Regions from separate parts of the Ovis aries genome. Here region 1 is linked to region 2. Evidence: chromatin contacts called from public Hi-C data. All regions are on one chromosome and are shown on one strand. The core of a region is the stretch at or near the end of the contact, and the rest is flanking DNA. Distances in the headings are between cores, read along the strand shown. Region 1 has its middle 150 kb from the start of CHIC2. Region 2 has its middle 66 kb from the start of LNX1.

Evidence for each region. Hi-C and Micro-C count contacts between places; a contact is called where the count stands out from the background.
Region 1: a contact with region 2 is called in a Hi-C map of omental adipose tissue, with 2.1 times the contacts expected there. The contact joins two enhancer-like sites. A contact is called at or near these places in 5 of 16 Hi-C or Micro-C datasets (liver, omental adipose tissue, skin fibroblasts and 1 more).

What each region holds. Positions count from the first base shown.
Region 1 is chr6:70,147,389-70,150,256 of ARS-UI_Ramb_v3.0, reverse strand. No RefSeq gene overlaps it. Among named protein-coding and RNA genes, the nearest start is that of CHIC2, 150 kb to the left of the region's middle. Within about 2 kb of position 1,611, at least 6 of the 54 cell types and tissues checked have an H3K27ac peak or open chromatin away from gene starts, as enhancers often do.
Region 2 is chr6:69,941,140-69,944,180 of ARS-UI_Ramb_v3.0, reverse strand. No RefSeq gene overlaps it. Among named protein-coding and RNA genes, the nearest start is that of LNX1, 66 kb to the right of the region's middle. Within about 2 kb of position 1,535, at least 3 of the 54 cell types and tissues checked have an H3K27ac peak or open chromatin away from gene starts, as enhancers often do.

The sequences.
Region 1 (2,868 bases), core at 362-2,861, 210 kb before region 2:
AGAACACACCAGGGGTAAAGAAGGGCCAGGGACACTGCTTAGAAAGGTGCATTGCTTAGTCCTCTTGGCTCTGTGCCCAAATGTAAATTACTTCATTCGGTTTGAAAGCTTTAAAGGTCACGTTGCTGAAGCCTCAATGCATCAATTAATCATCTACTGTGTCTGTACATATGTTATGTACACAACTAGGCATCAAGGTGCATAGGAAAGATGTGTTCTGGTGGGGAAGGGAAGATTTAATTGCAGATCTAGTTCAAGGAAATGGAGTTTGCAGTCCCCACCCTGTCACTTTGTTCTTAAATTTTAAGAACAGTTCCAGCAACTTTGGATCCTTCATTTCCCAAGAAGTTTCCCAGGACAGATATTCAGCTCCATTGTGCTCCTAAGGGAACTTGTGTTTTGATGGGTCATTTGGAAAACACGGTAAGATAAATTCATTATCAGTGCAAATGGAGCAGTTCGGGGAATGGGTCCCAGGGAACTTTTTCCATTATTCTTTGGATGCCCTGTAAAGATGCTGTTGCCAATTCCTGTCTCATCAAGCCAAGGATGTCACCTTAACAAAAGGAATGTCAGAACTCTTCTCATCCATGATACCCCTCACCAGACATAGACCTCTAAATTATCAGGGGTAAAGTATATTTAAGGGTAAGAAAATATCCATCAAAGAACAAAGTCAGGAAACAGGTCTGTTTAGTTGTTTTCTTTCTGCTAAGTGTCTCTGAGGAAGCATTTGCAATGGCTTATATCCAGGTGTCTAGAATCAGTCAGACACAAGCAGGGAATTTTTAGCCATGTGGTGGTCAGAATGCTTCATTTACACAAGTGCTTTCATTCAGGTACACAGAGCTGGGATCTAGAATTCAGATCTTTAGTAACTAGTTATATAGAGCTCCACAACAGTCTGGTTAGGAATGGTTAATGTGTTGAAATATTTTGAAAATATTGACACCAAAAATTTTTATTCTGAAAAATTATTATCCAATGAGGAAAAAGAAAAGGGACAAATTAAGGAGAATTCTCTGGGGATTGATTATAAAGCACATCATTTAAATGAGTGCTACTTAAAAGAAAAGTAATACTGAATTTAAGTGCTTTCTTTAGAAAATACAAATTCTTAGTCTTTGTGTCCAAAACAGGTAGGCTAGAGGGAGGAAATCTCTGTTTATTAACAAGAAAAACTACATTTGCTTCAAAAACTACAGGATGTTTCCTTATAATATCCTTGTAAGTTTCTTTATTGGCAATGTGAATGAAATACTGAACACTAATTTGTTTGCTTTTACACAGCACTCTACTTACTGAAGATGTTTCTCAAGGATGGGATCATTTGGCAGTAGAGATGAGCCGTGAGGGGTAAGATTAAGAAAAAGGACGGTTTACTGTGTTAATTCATGAAACAAAACGCAAACAGAAACTAAAGAGTATTATTTCCCCTCATTTGAGTAACAAGCTGGTGTTTGGCAAGCTGTCTCTGGAGATATTCAAAGAAAAGAGCAAGCATCGTGATTAAAGCCTTCTCTCTGAGCCTCTTTTCCTCCCTACACTTCTTCTCTGACCACAGTTTGAACACATTTCAATCACCAGCAGTCGGGACTAGGGCAGGGCTGCCACGTGCTTGCTAATAGCGTCCCAAAGGCGGCAACCCAGTGGCTCTTCCCGGAAGTGTAGACCACTGTGTTACCGTATTTCCCCTGCAACTGCCGCCTGCGACGCTGAAGCAGCAGGACTGGGCTGCCAGCTGCTACTCTGCGCTGGCAACTAGATGTACCATTCTTCCAGGCCCTGCTTAATAGTCCAAAATAATAAAGGGCAAGCAGGCAGCTATAAAGTGTAACGATTGTTTAGTTGGAAGGGGCTGATTTAGAGCTAGTCTAGAAATCTCTCCTGGCCCTGAGGTCCCAGTGTTCAAGGACAAATTTCACAGACCGGCTTAAGCCATTTCACGTTAAATAAATAAATGGAAGCACAAAGCTGCTAACTTGTCGGGAAGACAGCGCTTCTTCCGGGTATGGGGCAACGGAGTGAGCTGTGCACGGAGCCACTCTGAACCATTAGCGGCCAGCTTCCCGTCTGACAAAACAGATTTGTTAGCTTGACTTTGAACTTAAGTCAACAATGATAGAAAAAGTGGGGAACTGCAGTCATTTAAAGAGAGGGCGCAGAGACTGTTTTGCAAACTGAGGAAGGCTCTTTACAAGGGTATTAGTGGTTTATTTTTCAGAGCCTTCTGTGAGACATTGGGTATGAAAGTATTTTGTAAACTGGGGAATCTTTCATGAATGGCAGCTCCTCTGCTGAGACATTTCTAATTCATCAGAGTGAAAGGACTATCAGGCAAGGGTGCACAGAAACACAAAGAAACACTGACAAGCCCTCTCCAGGTACAAGACAGCGTGTTCATTTTAAGAGGTCGTATTAGGACACAATCTCTACCCTGGCAGAGGCTGATGCAAAATTATCAAAGACGGAGGAGAACTTAATGTTTTAGCCATTCTTGCAACAGTTCCCATTACACTATTAAACCCTCTCTGTCCTTAGATTAACAGCTCTTCGAAATAGGGGAAAATAAAATCTTACTCAGCCAGGAGGACCTAGCAGCTTTGCTGGATGTTGCTGTTGAGGCTTATCCAATGTTCTCTGATTTGCTCACTTGGGTTCAAGAAGCAGGCCAGGGAAGGGTGGGCCATCCCAGTCTGGGGGAGAGCTAAGCTGTGGGATCCATGACTCTCTCCCCCACTCATCGGCCATTAAGCTTGTCACCAGCTGCTGACATCTAAAGCTGAAAAGAGGGATTTTATGGTACAATAAAATGGACAAGCCCATAAACCCCCCCTTGGTGATTGGTCATGCTCTCCTGCATCCTGC
Region 2 (3,041 bases), core at 286-2,785:
ATTGGTTCCAATTTCGGACAAACCAAGCTATGTTGCTTGATGTTAGGCCTATTTATTTAACCTCCCAGATCTTCAGTTCCCTTAACTATAAAAGGGACAAGACCACAAAGACCTCATTGGTTTCTGTGAAGAATAAATGGAATTCCCAGTAGATGTCCAGATATACTAAGTGGTCAGTACATGGTAGTTATTGTTATTTGCTGCTTGCTAAATATTCAGACCATCCATGTAGGAGTATTTTTCCTCCTGGTGCTTCGGATTGACGGTTCATGTCCCACCCCACCCCCACAAAAGTCATGTGTTGAGGGGTGATTAGGTTTAATGTGGTCACAAGGGTGGAGCCCCTGTGATGGGATTGTGTGTGTGTGTATGCTCCTTCACTCATGTCCAGCTCTTTGCAATCCCGTGGACTTCAGCCTGCCAGGCTTCTCTGTCCATGGGATTCTCCAGGCAAGAATACTGGAATGGGTAGCCTTTCCCTTCTCCAGGGGATCTTCCCAATCCAGGGACCGAGCCCACTGAGTCTCCTGCACTGGCAGGTGGAATCTTTACCACTGAACCACCGAAGAAGCCGTGATGGGATTAGTGCCTTTACAAGAAGAGGAAGAGACTTGAGACCTCTCTCTCTTCCTCCTTCCCCTCTCTCTGCCATGTGAGGATACAGCAAGAAGAGAATCACCTTCAAACTAAAAAGAGGGCTCTCATCAAGAACATAAATGGCTGGCACTTTGAACTTGGCCTCTCCTGTCTCCAGCAATGTAACAAATCAATTTCTGTTGTTTAAGACACAGGTTTTATCATAGCATCTTGAGCTAAGATGCCTTACATAGTCTCTTGAATGTTGTTAGTACACAACACAGCATGTAGGACCTTCAGTCTCAGCCAGCTCTCAATACACAGCACATTCTCAATAAAAACACAAGGAATAAAAGAGCCCAGTGTATCCTCACTGGTTGAAGGAGAACCTATTCAGGCTTACTCTCATCTTGATTCTCTTCCTGCCCCGAGATCTCTCTTACCTTCTCCCAGACTGTATACTCTACCTAGAAGTTCCAGCAAAGCATTTTTAAAATTAAATACTCCTGATAAAGATTTTGGAACATTTCGTGATATCTTAGTGTGGCATACAAACGATTCCTTCTCTTTCATAAATTTTTTTTCCCTTTGGAAGAATCTCAGTTGATATTATTAGACACCCCCCCCCCCACCCCCGCCAAAAAAAAATCAACTTGGCATATATATTAACCAGCTATGAGTCTGGAAGAAATTCAAAAAACCAAACAGAAGTCTTTGATTTTTAAAGCATATTTAATCATGTTTTAAAGCAAAATGAAAGACCACAAATCTATTCAGACATTCCAAACAGTGAAGGAATAATTTTTATCAAAATCTATAGCCCTACTCATGCAGAAAGAAATTGTCCCTAAGCAGTGCTGACAACTCTGTCTGAGACGTGAATCTGAAAACACTGCACATTTTTTCAATTATATTTTGGAAGCATTGAGTGTGCTCAATGAAATTCCAGAATTAATCCACTCTGGTTTTGCAATAGACACTGACTCATCCAAACTCCTCCCCTCTTTCCTTTTGGCAAAGACTCTCTTCTACTACCCGCTTTAACACACACACACACACACACACACACACACATACACACACTCACACACACACACACACAACTTAAGCTAGAACCAATGACTATGAAACATCAAAATATTCAGCTAACCCAAAGACTTTCATTTCTGTTTCCTGCCATTGTTTTTCTACCCAAGATAAAGGGAAAACACCTCATTTACCACCTGCAACATCTCCCAGATGAGCTGAGATGCAAGGTACCCTCCCCTCTAAGGGCATAGGCTGCCCCTTCCTGCCCATAAATTTCATGGAGTGACAAGACAGCTACTGATAACTACAAATGCTGAGATTGCAATGGATTGACAATTACTGGGCAGTCATCAGAGAACAAATGATTCACCTAGAAAGAGACAGAGTCTTCCAATGAGATGGATCATTCTGATTCCAGTGCTGAAGAGGTAGAGAGTCCATGAAACAAATTAGCTTCAAAATTCATGGTTTTAGTTCATAATAGCTATTTTTTAAAAAATTAACTATTTTTGAGAAATAATTTACATATATAAAATTTATCCTCTTAAAGTGTACGATTCAGTAGGCTTTAGTATATTCACAAATTTATATAAGCATCACTATTACTTATTTCTAGAATATTTTTATTATCCCAAAAAGAAATGCCATATCCACTGGCACTCAAGCCCAATCTCTCCAACCCTCCAGCCCTAGACCATCACTCATTTACTTTCTGTCCCTGTGTGTGTGTGTGTGTGTGTGTGTGTTGGTTGCTCAGCTGTGTCCGACTCTTTGTGATGCCATGGACTGTAGCCTGCCAGGCTCCTCTTGTCCAGGCAAGAATACTGGAGTGGGTTGCCATAGCCTTCTCCATAGGTTTGCCTCTTCTTAATACACATTTTGTATAAATGGCTACATGTGGCCTCTGTGACTGGCTTTTTTCACGTAATGTTTTTAAGGTTCCAAATGAGATTTTTTTGATGATATGTTGAATTTCTCTTCTAACAGTCTTCCATTATTGAATGATTCTCCATCGTGAAGTGCTGTACACGCATTGTCTCACATCATTCTCACAGCATGGGATGAGGCATTTACAACTATATCTATTTTACAGACAAGGAATTGGGGTTTAGAGAGAAGTCGAGTAACTTGTCCAGGGTCAGACAGCTAATAAACAACAGAGCAGGATTTCAATCTAGATCCATTTGACTCCAAAGCTGGTGATCATAACCTCCAGGCTCCAGGATTTTTAGAGATGTGTTCTGATTTGTCTGGCCTTTCCAGTCACTTCTTTTACACAGGAAAATGTAGGTTGGGAAGATGCTCAAAAGTGAAGGAAGTTCTCTGGGGCCTGGACTGGGTGCAATGGGTCTGAAATGCAGGCTAGCCAGTCAGTGAACTGAGTATCGGTGAATGATGGCTGGAAGTCTAAGGCCACAGGAATCTCAGAAACTTTA